Linked DNA regions of Mus musculus: regions 1, 2 and 4 are each linked to region 3. A link is a contact called in public promoter capture Hi-C data. All regions are on one chromosome and are shown on one strand. Each heading gives the region's core, a stretch centred on a gene start, on an enhancer-like site or on the middle of the called end of the contact. The rest is flanking DNA. Distances are from core to core; before and after follow the strand shown. Region 1 holds the start of Snhg7os (a long non-coding RNA gene). Region 2 holds the start of Abo (ABO blood group (transferase A, alpha 1-3-N-acetylgalactosaminyltransferase, transferase B, alpha 1-3-galactosyltransferase)). Region 3 holds the start of Rabl6 (RAB, member RAS oncogene family-like 6). Region 4 holds the start of Med22 (mediator complex subunit 22).

Evidence for each region. Promoter capture Hi-C pulls out the DNA fragments that hold promoters and counts their contacts.
Region 1: a promoter capture Hi-C map of hematopoietic stem and progenitor cells shows a contact between it and region 3, with 2.9 times the contacts expected there. The contact joins the promoter of Snhg7os here to the promoter of Rabl6 in region 3. A contact is called at or near these places in 4 of 39 promoter capture datasets (the C10 cell line, hematopoietic stem and progenitor cells, hippocampal neurons and 1 more) and 1 of 115 datasets of contacts at active chromatin or transcription factors (pancreatic cancer cells).
Region 2: a promoter capture Hi-C map of liver shows a contact between it and region 3, with 4 times the contacts expected there. The contact joins the promoter of Abo here to the promoter of Rabl6 in region 3. A contact is called at or near these places in 3 of 39 promoter capture datasets (liver and stem cell-derived epiblast-like cells).
Region 4: a contact with region 3 is called in a promoter capture Hi-C map of liver, with 2.7 times the contacts expected there. The contact joins the promoter of Med22 here to the promoter of Rabl6 in region 3. A contact is called at or near these places in 9 of 39 promoter capture datasets (the 3T3-L1 cell line, the C10 cell line, the HPC-7 cell line and 5 more), 2 of 115 datasets of contacts at active chromatin or transcription factors (large pre-B cells and thymic regulatory T cells) and 2 of 9 other capture datasets (adipose tissue and liver).

Annotation. Positions count from the first base shown.
Region 1 is chr2:26,640,241-26,643,405 of GRCm38.p6, reverse strand. It overlaps Snhg7os (a long non-coding RNA gene), which reads right to left and starts at 1,285. Exons shown (of 4, transcript XR_003953776.1): 1 at 24-1,285. Snhg7 (small nucleolar RNA host gene 7) reads left to right here and starts at 3,162. Exons shown (of 4, transcript NR_024068.2): 1 at 3,162-3,165.
Region 2 is chr2:26,863,324-26,866,325 of GRCm38.p6, reverse strand. Abo (ABO blood group (transferase A, alpha 1-3-N-acetylgalactosaminyltransferase, transferase B, alpha 1-3-galactosyltransferase)) reads left to right here and starts at 1,331. Exons shown (of 6, transcript NM_030718.5): 1 at 1,331-1,455. The coding sequence starts at 1,443.
Region 3 is chr2:25,607,098-25,610,261 of GRCm38.p6, reverse strand. Rabl6 (RAB, member RAS oncogene family-like 6) reads left to right here and starts at 1,781. Exons shown (of 15, transcript NM_001024616.2): 1 at 1,781-2,149. The coding sequence starts at 2,020. It overlaps Ccdc183 (coiled-coil domain containing 183), which reads left to right. Exons shown (of 14, transcript NM_029859.1): 11 at 469-637; 12 at 721-831; 13 at 906-1,002; 14 at 1,469-1,633. The coding sequence ends at 1,587. It overlaps Fcnaos (a long non-coding RNA gene), which reads right to left and starts at 932. Exons shown (of 8, transcript XR_003954003.1): 1 at 793-932.
Region 4 is chr2:26,909,192-26,912,189 of GRCm38.p6, reverse strand. It overlaps Med22 (mediator complex subunit 22), which reads left to right and starts at 1,548. Exons shown (of 4, transcript NM_001033908.1): 1 at 1,548-1,897. The coding sequence starts at 1,775. It overlaps Rpl7a (ribosomal protein L7A), which reads right to left and starts at 1,383. Exons shown (of 8, transcript NM_013721.3): 1 at 1,360-1,383; 2 at 1,064-1,184; 3 at 619-768; 4 at 31-171. The coding sequence starts at 1,362. Gm23969 (a small nucleolar RNA gene) reads right to left here and starts at 929; the gene lies at 856-929.

The DNA of each region.
Region 1 (3,165 bases), core at 36-2,535, 1.0 Mb before region 3:
TTACCTCCGCAGAGACCACTCACGTCAGGTTCATCCTGAACTCCAACTCATCAAGACTGTTTCTCTCAAAGGTGAAGGGAGGCAGCGGGTCTTTCCATCTCGACTCAGGAATAGGCAAGTCTCCTGCCCAGCACCTTATGTACCCCTTTCCCAAGATCTGCAGTTGGAGGTCACAAGTGCACACAGTTGCAGGGAGAAGGGAATCTGGAAGACGGTGGGTGAGAGGCAGGAGGAGAATGCAGTCAGGTCTCAGTGCAAGATGGAAGGGTCCGGGATGCCGGGATGTCAGGAGGAGTCCTGACCATGGCTGTCTCTCACCAACAGCAGCAGTAGGTAGAACCAAGCAGACAGGGCACAGGCGTCCTAGGAGAAACACTTCCTGGGAAGAGCCCTGACCACAGACCCTGCACAGGCATCCAGAGGGAACTGAGAAAGGTGATCTGGAGGACAGGTTGACCTTTCACTTCAGGGAGCTGAGCCGGAGGACAGGGCAGAATGGACATGGCTGAGGAGGTGACCTGAGAGAACCATGACTGTACCGACTGACCACGGTCTGCTTCACTGTCTACAGTCAAAGTGCTGAGGTGTGGCAAGGAACAGACTTCTCAGTTTCTCCTGAAATCATTAGGAAGTTGGCTCTGTCTCCCAGATACACAACAGTCACAGGGGCCTTACCCAGGATGAAATCTGAAATCAACTCATTGGAAGAATATAAGAAGTGTCTCTGAAGCACACACACACACACACACACACACACACACACACTGAGAGAAAGGAAGGAAGGAAGGAAGGAAGGAAGGAAGGAAGGAAGGAAGGAAGGAAGGAAGGAAGGCAGGCTATTCTTGGGAGTCCAGCTAGAGCCAGGACAGCGTCCATCTAGCAAGCCTCCCCTGTCCCCCAGCAGCCTCTTAGTCTCTAAGTGCACACAGTGAGAAGAAAGACATGACCATGGCCTGGAACACCTGCTCAAGCCCCACTCCCACCTGAGAAGATCCCACCAAGCACGTAAGAGAGGTATTTTTTTCAACATCACCTGTGGCTTCCATCTGCAGGCCTGAGACACACCCAGTCCAAGGTCTGAGCTTGGAAGCCAGTTGCTACCCTCAGTCCTCCCTCCCCAGGGCCATCACCTCCTCAGGACTGGCAGGAGTCAGAGGAGGCATCGTGGCTCGAACCACAGAGAGCAGGCCCAGCCCTGCAGTGAGTGTGAAAAGATGCATGGCCTCAGCTCAGCTCTGTGCTTCTAGCCTAGCAGCTCCTTGTGCTGCTGCTGCTGCCGCCACTGCTGCCACTGCTGCCACTGCCGCTGCCTCTGCCAGTGCCGGTGCCAGTGCTGCTGCTGCTGCCACTGCTGCCACTGCCGCAGCTGCTACCTCTGCTGAAGCTGCTACCTCTGCTGCTGCTCCAACTTTCTGACATGCAGAATTGCTCTGGAAGCAGAATCCTGCCTTCCACTATCCACACCAAAATCATTGTCCACACCCCTCTGTCCAGGAGATTGCAGTTTTGTTTGGATCAATGTGAATAGAGGAGCTAATTTGTGCAATTAACCTCATGACTGCCTCTGGCACTCGTTCTCGCTCTCTGCTTCCTGACTGTAGGGTCTGTGTGGTCAGCTGCCTCCTAGCCCTACTGCCATGCCTGCTGCCTCATGACGGTACTGTATTCCCTTGAACTATAAGCCAAATATTTCTTCCTTCTTTAAGTTGCTTTGGTCAGGGATCGGGACTGTTCATCTCAATTTGCAATTTGATAAGATCTAAAATCACCCATGAGGTGAACCTCTGGGTGTACGGGAGGGCTTATCTTGATTAGGTTAATTGAGATGGAAAGACCAACTCCTTCTGTGTGGCACCATTCTCTGGCCTAGCTCGGATCCTGGAGTATAGAAGGGGTTATCTGAGGACCAGCATTCATCACTCTCTAATCCTTGACCTGCCATGTGGGCCAGTTGCTTCAAGCCTACTGCTGTTACTTCCCTGTCATGCTAAACTGCAACCTCAAACTGCAGCCCAAACACTTTCTGCTTAACCTGCTTCTGTCTTGGTATTTTATCACAGCTACAGAAAAGGAAATTAAGACAGATCACTAAGACAAAAAGTGACTGGTAACAAGTCGTGAGGCTAAGATAAGAGCCCGCTCCTTAGTGAACCAGGTTTGATTTCTAGCATCCACATGACGACTCAAAACCATCTGTAACTCCAGTTTCAAGGCTTTGGGCCACGCATAACAGTTCACCCCTCAAAATCTAGTTGTTAGAAGTTAGGGGCAGGAGGATCAGAAGTTCAACTTATCTTCAACTACATAGCAAGTTTGAAGCCTAGGCTATATGAGACATCGTATCAAAAAACAGGAAGGAGGAAGGGAGAGAGGGAGGTGGGAAGGCAGACAGGCAGGCAATATAAGGGTTCAAGAACTTGGGACTATTAACAAGTGTGGCTGGGCTGGCCCACCAGTAAAAGAAGAGTGCTCAATGGTGTGTCCCCAGGCCCACAATTCACCCCATCACCTGGGAGCCCTCATCAGTTTCAGGACTTAAAAGACAAATCTGTACTTGTGCGGGACACAACACAGCAAGTAGTCAGAGTGTATTATTTGTCTTCCAGCACTGTCCTGAAGCAGAGGACAGCCAACCTTCTAAAAGCTGCTGTGTGCCTCAGATCCACAGACAACCCCACAGGCGGGGCTAGTTAGAAACATCTGGAATCCATGAACTCCCTGGAGCTCCCTCCTGACTCATCCCCAAAGCGTCCTTGTAAAAGAGGAAACAACTGGTCACCTCCTTGCCTCCTAAATTCTGGTTCGTCAGAGCTGGCCTTTCCTCTTTGCGTGGAAGCTTTAGTATCACTAAGAACAGGGAGAGCAAGGCTGCCCCCACCAAAAACGAGGAGTTTCGTAAGAAGGCGCAGGACTTCATGGGTCGTTTGAAAAGTCCTGTGAGCTTGGTAACACTCGAAATAAGTCTCTGAGTTCTGCTTGGAAAGGCAGGATCTAGGATCAAGCAGTACAGAGTCCCATGAGCCTCTAACCGACTGGGCTATGAGAAGCGCCGGCGAGGAGCGAAGGAGCCACTAGAGGGCGCGGCACTCGGAGGACAGTGAAAGTCCCTCGCGGGCTGCCGTAGTCAGTACTATAAAGGACGTGGCGTGGAGATGCTCGGCCTCT
Region 2 (3,002 bases), core at 82-2,581, 1.3 Mb before region 3:
GCCATTCTCTCTGGTGCCCTCCATCAACCGGTGTGTATCTTCTTTACCATGGTCTCAGGCAGAACTGGGTCAGGATATGTCATCAGAATATTAATTAGCCCCACTGGTCCTAGGACCATTTATCATTTGTTAGGCAGACAGGTGAGCACCCTGGCAGTGGAGGACAGCAATTTGTAGGGAAAGCCAAATAGCCTGTAGGAGAGCCAAGAATCTTTTCCTTGTTTTTAATGTCCTTTTACCCAGCAGTGAGAATCTCTCTCTCTCTCTGCCTCTCTCTGTCTCTCTCTGTCTCTCTCTCTCAGTCTCTGTCTCTCTCTTTCTCTCTCTCCCTGTTCCCCTACCCCCACGTGTGTGCGCAAGCTCCATAGATCATGCAGTGTGCATGCCCAGTAGTAAAAGCACGACGACTGTTCATGTACATGGCGGTCGACTTTACTTTTCCTCATCTAAAAGCTTGGGGCAGATCAATCAGTTCTTAGCCTTTTTTTTTTTTTTAAAGATTTTATTTATTATATGTAAGTACACTGTAGCTGTCTTCAGATCTCATTATGGGTGGTTGTGAGCCACCATGTGGTTACTGGGATTTGAACTCAGGACCTCCAGAAGATCAGTCAGTGCTCTTAACTGCTGAGCCATCTCACCAGTCCCAGTTCTTAGCCTTTTGATTGATAGAAAAAATCATGTGTTAGGCTAATACATTAACACTTTTTTGTTGTTACAAAGATATTAGTTCAGACAGAGAGGTGGATAAATAATGGCTATTAAGGAAGGTGACATTAGCCCAAGGTAAACTGTAATTAGACTGGTATGGCGACAGTCTTACTTCTCCATCATTAGTCAGTTAGCCTTGTAGAAGGTACTTGGAAGGTTTAGCTTCTTTCGAGGGAACTTTGGTTCACATGACGTTTTTCTAGATTAAGTTGACAAGATTGAGAGATGGAGACAAGATCTATGTGAGTTTAAGGACAGCATGATTTACATAGTCAAGTTTAGGCCAGCCTTGGGATACATGACATCTTGCAGAGAGGTACAGAAATAAAGAGATGGCGTGAGAGAAAAGACTGGAAAAGATGAGGGGGAGGAAGAGGAAAGGCAGAGGAAGGAGAGGGGGGAGGGAGAGAGAGGAGGGAGAGACAAAGCAAGCTGAAGAAGACAGTGGGACAGACTTGAGGACCATAGCAAAGTCAGGTTAGAGCATGACAGCAGAGGAGAATCACCCACAGTCCCTGTGATGTGACCTGTGGTTGGAGATACCTGTCTGAGGACACTTGGTTCCTGTACACACGCCTGGGCAAATCAGAAGTCTGCCAGAGTTCTTCCCCGCCCACAGGTGTTCAGAGCTGTGTATTATCTCCCCTGGGGGTGAGTTCTCCTGTGTGCCTGAGACCTGGCCTGTGCCTAACAGCTTGCTGCACAGACACTGAACCATCCTGGGTTCTGACATGAATCTCAGAGGTGAGCTGAGGAATAAGGGGCTGGCTGTGGGCACCCTCCATCGATTGTCTACCATCTGGACCGGGCTTCTTTGCTGCTGGGGTCAGAGGCTCAGATGGGGCAGGGCCAGGCAGGCTGGGCTGGGCTGGCAGGAGCCCCGAGTGTCCCTGGATCTGTGTTTGTGCATGAGTACTGTCAAAAGGTGGGTAAGTGGGGCCAGAGTCACAGTGGAAAATTCTGATCTGACTAGGCAAAGCTGCTGAGGGAGGGCACTGAATGTACGTGATCTGTCTGCCCTTTACTGGACATCCTCTTCCCCACACGCTAGCTATTCCAGAACACAGGTGGTGGTCAGTGGCTATGAATCAGGCCCTGCAGGAGCTCCTAGGAGTCCAGGCCACCTGTGGGGAGAAGGGGAAGGAGGCCAAGGGCAGGAGACTCCAGGTGGCTGAGTCCAGTAATCCTGCAGGGCTGGAGGGAAGGGGTGACTGGGAGGAAGGGTGGGGTTGGCTCCCCAGCCCTCACCTGGTCAAGCTAGGGTCAATTCAATAGCAAAGAAATATTCTTAGTACTACACAAAGAAACACACAAACAAAGCAAAATTAATCCTGGAAGAGAATTTCTTTTTGCCAAAAGTGTGTGCTACCTGTGAGGAATACAAGAGAGTACAAAGTCCACTTAGTTTCTATTCTAGTTTTAGTGGTGACTGTGCCTCACCCCATCCGTGGGCCCGGATCTTACAGACTGACACCATTGTCTAAATCCTAGTCAGCACAAAGGTGACCAGCAAGATTGACTCCCCAGGCATGAACACCGGAATATTGACCCTTGATGGCTCAAGACCCTCGACAGTGCAAACTCACTTTTCACTCTCCATCCTTTCTTCCTGTGGTAAAAATACATAAAACAAAATAACCATCTGAAACATTTTCCCCATAACAAAGAAGATAGAGTTTTCTTATTTATTTTTGTGTGTGATGTGTACATGTGAACATGTACACATTGGCATGCGCGAGGGGATCAGTGGGAACTCTGTGGAGGAGCTTTTCTTCTAACTCCTGGGTTCCCGAGCTCAGGCCCAGGTTGTCAAGCTTATGCAGGAAGGAAGGCTCTACCTACTATGCCATCTTATGGCCAATCTTAGCAATTTTAAGTAAAAAGTTCAGCATCTTTAAATACATTCATTTTAAGTAGGACTGCACAACTTTCTATTCTGGTGAATTTGGAGGGGGAGGAAGCTTGGTGCTACCCTCCAATACCTCAGGGAGGGGCACTGAGGCCTGACAAGTGCATTGGTCCAGTGTGGGATGGAGCAAGACTGTCATAATTTCTAGGCAGGGCCCAGTATGGTTCAGTTCTGGGATGGACGTTTGGATGAGGTTGAGGTTGGGTTAGAAAACAAGTTGCTTTCAAGTTTTTGGGTAGCAGGTGTGGGGTGGGGATGTGCTGTGGGGAAAAGGGAGCAAAGATAATGCAAAGAAGTGACCTGGGCAGGAAAATCAGGGGTGTATGGAAGACTGGAGGTCAATCTTGGTTGGTGGGTAAACTCTCAGAGGACAGAAGAGAAA
Region 3 (3,164 bases), core at 532-3,031:
TCCCCCTCACTGCTGTGCCCACCTCCCCCTCACTGCTATGCCCACCTCCCCCTCACTGGTGTGCCCTCCCCCCCTCACTGCTGTGCCCACCTCCCCCTCACTGCTGTGCCCTCCTCCCCCTCAGTGCTGTGCCCTCCTCCTCACTGCTGTGCCCTCCTCCTCCTCACTGCTGTGCCCACCCTCCCCCTCACTGCTGTGCCCACCTCCCCCTCACTGCTGTGCCCACCTCCCCCTCACTGCTGTGCCCACCTCCTCCTCCTCACTGCTGTGCCCACCTCCTCCTCCTCCTCACTGCTGTGCCCACCTCCCCCTCACTGCTGTGCCCACCTCCTCCTCCTCACTGCTGTGCCCACCTCCTCCTCCTCCTCACTGCTGTGCCCTCCTTCTCCTCCTCACTGCTGTGCCCTCCTTCTCCTCCTCACTGCTGTGCCCTCCTCCTCCTCACTGCTGTGCTTACCTCCCCCATAGCTTTAACTCTATCCAGAAGAAGATGAAGAACATGCTAGAAGAGGAAGAAGCAAGACTCAAGCAGGCCCAAAACAACATGAATAAGGGCCAGCAGCTGCTGCTGGTCATCCAGACAGGTATTGACAACCTCTACATCCGGCTCATCGGCATCACCTTGCCAACCTTCCAGGTATCAGCCCCCGGGGAGGAGATGCTGTGTACAGGGTCCCTGTGTGGGACCACAGGAAAACCAGCTGCTCCTCTGACCCACAGAAAGAAATAGCAGTCTCTAACACTCTTGATGTGTACGGCAAGCTGGATTATTGTGAGGGAAAGCTTATCTACCTGGCTGAGCGCATGCAAACGTTGTCCAGAAATGAGGAGGTAACCCTGGGCCATGGAGGGGTCCCCACAAAGCCCATGTGCTCTCCAAGATGATAATGGGTGCTGCCCTGCAGGTTGACACAAAGGTGAGGGACACCTTGGAGTCATCAACTCTAAAAGAGAAACATAATACCAGAATTACCTTTGAGGACCCAGAGGAGGACATGATAGGTGAGGCTCTACATGCCGGCCACAGGAAGATGGAGAAGGACGACAAGAACAATAGCTGCAACTAGATAGGGTCTGAACTCAAGACAAGAGATGGCATACATGGTGACTGGGCGCTGAAGGGAAAGGTTTTAATCGATAGACGTTACAGAGGTTTCTTTTTCTGAGACAAAAGGGACGTATATCATGGGATGGGCCAGAAGGGAGCCCAGACCGAACTTTTAGAAGAATTTCTGCTACAGAGGCAAGGTGGGGTGAAAGGATAAGGACAGCTAGTGTGGATAATCTTGGCAAATCCTAGTTGTCTGGCACCTGGCCTTAGGTGACTTAGGGCAGGGGTCTCCAGTCATTGATACATGTCTGAAATGAGCTCCCGGCAGGAGATGGCCTATGGCAGCAAACGCCAACAGGTAGAGGTGGGAGGCTTCTGGAAAGAGGGTGGCAGCCACTCCTTTTCTTGCCTGTTCAGAAACCTTCCAGTTTGCGGATGTGGACCATAGTTACGTCCCTTCGCGGGCGGAGATAAAGAAACAGGCCCAACAGCTGATCGAGGCGAAGCTCAAGGGAGCCAAAAAGAAGAAAAAGTAAACCTGTCTGGGCTGTAGTACAGAAATAAACATTTTTCCAGAACTACACTAGAGGAAGGAGAAACCTCGGGACTCTTGAGGACCGGGAAGCTGATCGTTGGACCAGAGGGGGTTGGTGGCGGCGAGGTGGAGATGCTAGAAAAGGGCGGGACCTAGTGCGCTCTCTGCGCATGCGGCGGCTACGTGTCCCTTTTAGCGTCCCGTAGCCGCGCCGGCGCCAAGATGGCGGCGCTGACGGGTGCCTGGCTGCCGCGCCGAGGGCCGTGGAAGCCGGAGCGGAGCCACAGAGGCTGAGGCCCCAGAACCTCGCTCGAGGCCGCGCCCGCTCCGGCCTCGGGGGAAGCCTGGGCCGGCCGGACATGGTGCGGGGTGCGCTGTGCTGCTGCCGCTGCTGAGCTCGCAGGCCAGCCCGGCTCGCACGTCCAGCAGGAACATGTTCTCCGCGTTGAAGAAGCTGGTGGGGTCGGAGCAGGCCCCAGGCCGGGACAAGAACATCCCCGCCGGGCTGCAGTCCATGAACCAGGCGCTGCAGAGGCGCTTCGCTAAGGGGGTTCAGTATAACAGTGAGTGCGGGCCGCGCCGTCGGGCAGGCCGGGGCGGCTGGCAGGGCCCGGGGCGGCCACCCAGCCTACTAGGGTCTGGAAGAATCAGAGGGTAGGGGCGGACGGGTCCCTGGGTTCTGAGTAGTGGTCGTTCCTTGAGGGACATCACCTGACAGGAGACCTCCAGAGAACAGCTGTGCGGCGACACTAGCGGAGCAGCGGTGGAGGACCCTGATTGGCGCGGGTACCCTGCGGAGAGAGACCATTACATAACCCGAGGGTGCGCGCGCGGGGCTGCGTGTGCCTGCCTCCTCTCCGCCCCCCGCGCCTGCTCTCACTTGAGGCTCCTGAAAGTCGGAGGCTCCTGAAAGTCGGTCGCCTGTGGGCCTTGAGCCTTGATTTTGTTTTTTTGTTTTTTGTTTTGTAAGGGATATGCTTTTTTTTTTTTTTTAATTTCAAGAGGCTCTTAACTCTGCATCCCTGACCCCACAAGAAGAAAAGTCCGCTCTGCCCTTCGTTATAAATTATGTATGTTGTGCAGCGAGAAGCACACGGTTCTCTTGACCTCTTTAGAGTTTTTCCATTTGCAGGTTGAACAATCAAAAGATTCTTGGGCAATGTCGTGGTCTGATATTGTTTACTTCTAAACTATTTCTATACTGCAACATTTTTGAAGCGCGTGCGCGCACACATACATGCACTGGCACATACACACAGTTCACTGTAAGCTGTGCCTCACAGGGTCAGTGATATTTAGGTAATAATGTAACATTATGAAACTTACTAGGAGGATTTTTTGTGCAAATTTAGAAGCAAACAGTGTATGTGTGTTAACTTGGAAGTTTGTATTTCTCTTGACTGAGGAAGAGAATTGAGTCAAATATTCAGTGGTTTGTGTTCTTTGGAATCTATGTTTGGATTCTTTCGTTATTTTTATATAGTATTAATTTGCAGCCCAATTCTAGAAATTAGGCCTGAACTAGGAGCTTCTTGCTTTCTAAACTTACTACCCACTGGACCCACGCCCTGGGGTTCT
Region 4 (2,998 bases), core at 299-2,798, 1.3 Mb before region 3:
GGTGGGGGGGACGGGCAGGGAAGCACTGACCTGCTCGGAGGACAGGTGGTCTCTTAGTTGGGACGTCGCCTTTGCCAGCAGCTTTCTTCTCAGCACGGGCCAGTAGCCTTTGCTTCTTCTCTTGCTTTGTCTCTGGCCTGTACTTGTGGGCAAGCTTAAGCAGCTGAGTAGCTGGAAAACACATTCAATTGGACTCTAAGCCTGAATCCCTTTAAAGGCGCTGGGGCTATTACTTGGCCAGCAATCTCACGCCCAGGCCCAATTCTAACCTGTCACTTAACCTGGCATTGAAAAGTTGTGTCTGACCTCCTAGCCCTGAATGGCTGTGGCTCATGCCATTAATACCAGCACTCATGAAACAGGCAGCAATGCTGAGCTCCACAACTAGAGACCCTGATCCCCCAACAAAACCACCCTATTGTGGTACACTGATGAGACGGCAGGAGGTCAACACGGGGATCCTTCCTCAACTGCTTCCTCACCAAATCCCGCCCATTCCAGGTGGAGGGACTGGGGACCCCCTTCCACCTCTCTCTTCATAGCTGTATTAGTGTGGCCATGCACTGCAGTAAGGGCAAACTCGGGGCCAGTTTCTGGCTCTGGGGCCCGGAACCTCACCTGTCTGCCTGTCCAGGGCCTGGGTGAACTGGTTAATGGCAGGAGGGACTTTGAGCCGCTTGTAGAGGATAGCTCTTTGCCGCTGCAGTCTGATGTAGCGGGGCCATTTGACGAAGCGCGTTAAATCTCTTTTGGGCTGGATGTCCTGTCCTGGGAAGTTAAGAGGGACACTGTGACCGAGGCCTCTCCTCGGGCCGGCCTGCAGCCGAGGCAGTACCCAGGGCAGGAGGGCGTCGGTGCATCAGCGATCTTGGTGGTTCTAGTGTCATCACCACTCATCTGATAGCAAATATTCTGTCACATCATCTGCACACGACCACCATTCCCCTTCTCACACCAGCCGAGCATGCGCAGTGGCGGCTGCTCGGGACGGTGCCCGGCTCTCATTCAGTCCATTGCCCGTCAAGGCGCCTTGCCCTTGTGACACGCCGACGCCACTCCTTACCAATGCCGAAGTTCTTGGGCCTCTTCTCGAACAGAGGGTTGACCACCTTCTTGGCCTCCTGCTTCTTGACGACGGCGGGGGCCGGGGCCACCTTCTTCCCCTTGGCCTTCTTCCCTTTGGGCTGTACGGAAGAGAGAAACCCGTGCCATCGGGCAGCGGAGTCATTGCCTGTGAGTCGGTCGCTGTGGCTCCCTTTCCGCGAGGGACCCCGAGGAGACAGGGACGGCGGAGAACGCCGCTGACGGGCGACGGGCGGCGGATGGAGGCGGATAGCGCGGGGGCCCAGAGACACTCACCATCTTGCTCGGCTGCTGGAGAAAGAAAGAAGAGGGAATTGTGGGGGATAAGTAAGTGGCCGCAGATATCGCGAGAGCAGGCGCCCTCGCGGGATTTCGGATTTAAAGCGACAAGGACCCACTTCGGACTCTGACAGAGGGGCGGAGCCTGAGCGGGGGCGTGTCGGGCCGCGGCTGCGCGTTCGTCCAGGCGGGCGGGCCCTGGCACCGGACCGCAGGCTCCGAGAGGCGGCGGGAGGCGCCAGGAGTGAACGGAAGCCGCGGGAAGGAGCGTGCGGGTGCTTTGTTCCCTCGCCGTAAGGGCCTGCTGCCGGGCGTGTGTTCGTGGACGGAGCTGTTGTATCGGAAATCCCGGTCCCCAGCCCTCAGTACTCGGTTCGGGCCGGACCAGACTGGTTCTCGTCCAGGGCCCGCCATGGCCCAGCAGAGAGCCCTTCCCCAGAGCAAGGAGACGCTGCTGCAGTCATACAACAAGCGGCTCAAAGACGACATCAAGTCCATCATGGACAACTTCACCGAGATCATCAAGACCGCCAAGGTGTGTGGTAGCTGTTCCGAAGCCATTGGAGAAGGCTGGGACTGGTTTTCCCTGGGGCCTGGGTACAGGGGTGAGGAAAGCAGAGGGAATGTGACTCACCTGACCGGTGCGGGTAGGAGTGAAGAGGCGTTAAAAGTAATGGGACAGCAGATAAATAGAAGAGCCAAATAGTGACAAGCACAGAGCAGAGAGGAGAACTCTGGCCCGTTTGCCAGGGCTCTACGTTAGTTACTGAGCACTAGCCACCTGGGCTGAGGTTTACCCTTGCCATAGATTCTTGTGATGACTGGTGAGTTTAACCCTTAAACACCACAACCCTCATGTTGTGGTGACCTCCAGCCATAAAATTATTTTTGTTGCAACTACAGAACTGTTGTTACCCTTTGAGTCGTAAATGCCAGTGTTTTCCGATGGTCTTAGGCAGCCCCTGTGAAAGGCAATCCACAGGTTGAGAAATGCTGTTCTATTTAAATAATTTCTGAGAAGCCTCAAGCCCACTGAGGTCTGTGTTAGGCTCCAGCTGGTCCACCTGTAAGCTTAAACTCAGAGATCAGAAAGTTTGTCTTTTTAATCCTTTATTGAACATCTTTTCTTTCTTTTTAAGATTTATTTATTTAAGGACTGGAGAAATGGCTCAGTTAAGAGTACTGACTGCCCTTCTAGAGGTCCTGAGCTCAATTCCCAACAACCACATGGTGGCTCACAACCATCTGTAATGAGATCTGATGCCCTCTTCTGGTGTGTCTGAAGACAGCAACAGTGAACTCATATACATTAAATAAGTCAATGTCTTTTTAAAAGATTGATTTATTTAATGTATATGAGGACTCTATTTGCATCTATACCTGCAAGACAGAAGAGAACATCAGACAGAAGAGGGAGGGCATCAGATCCTATGGCAGCTGGTTGTGACCCACCTTGTGGTTGCTGGGAATCGAACTGAATGTACCATCTCTCTAGCCCTTTATTTCTTATAAACTGTCACAAAGACTGGGCAGTGTCCTTTTGACATGAAGTAACCTATCGTCACCCAGAGAACAAGAAGGGGTTGGAGACATTGCCAGTTGTCTAGACAGGAAGTAGGCTCTGGATCTGCGGGAA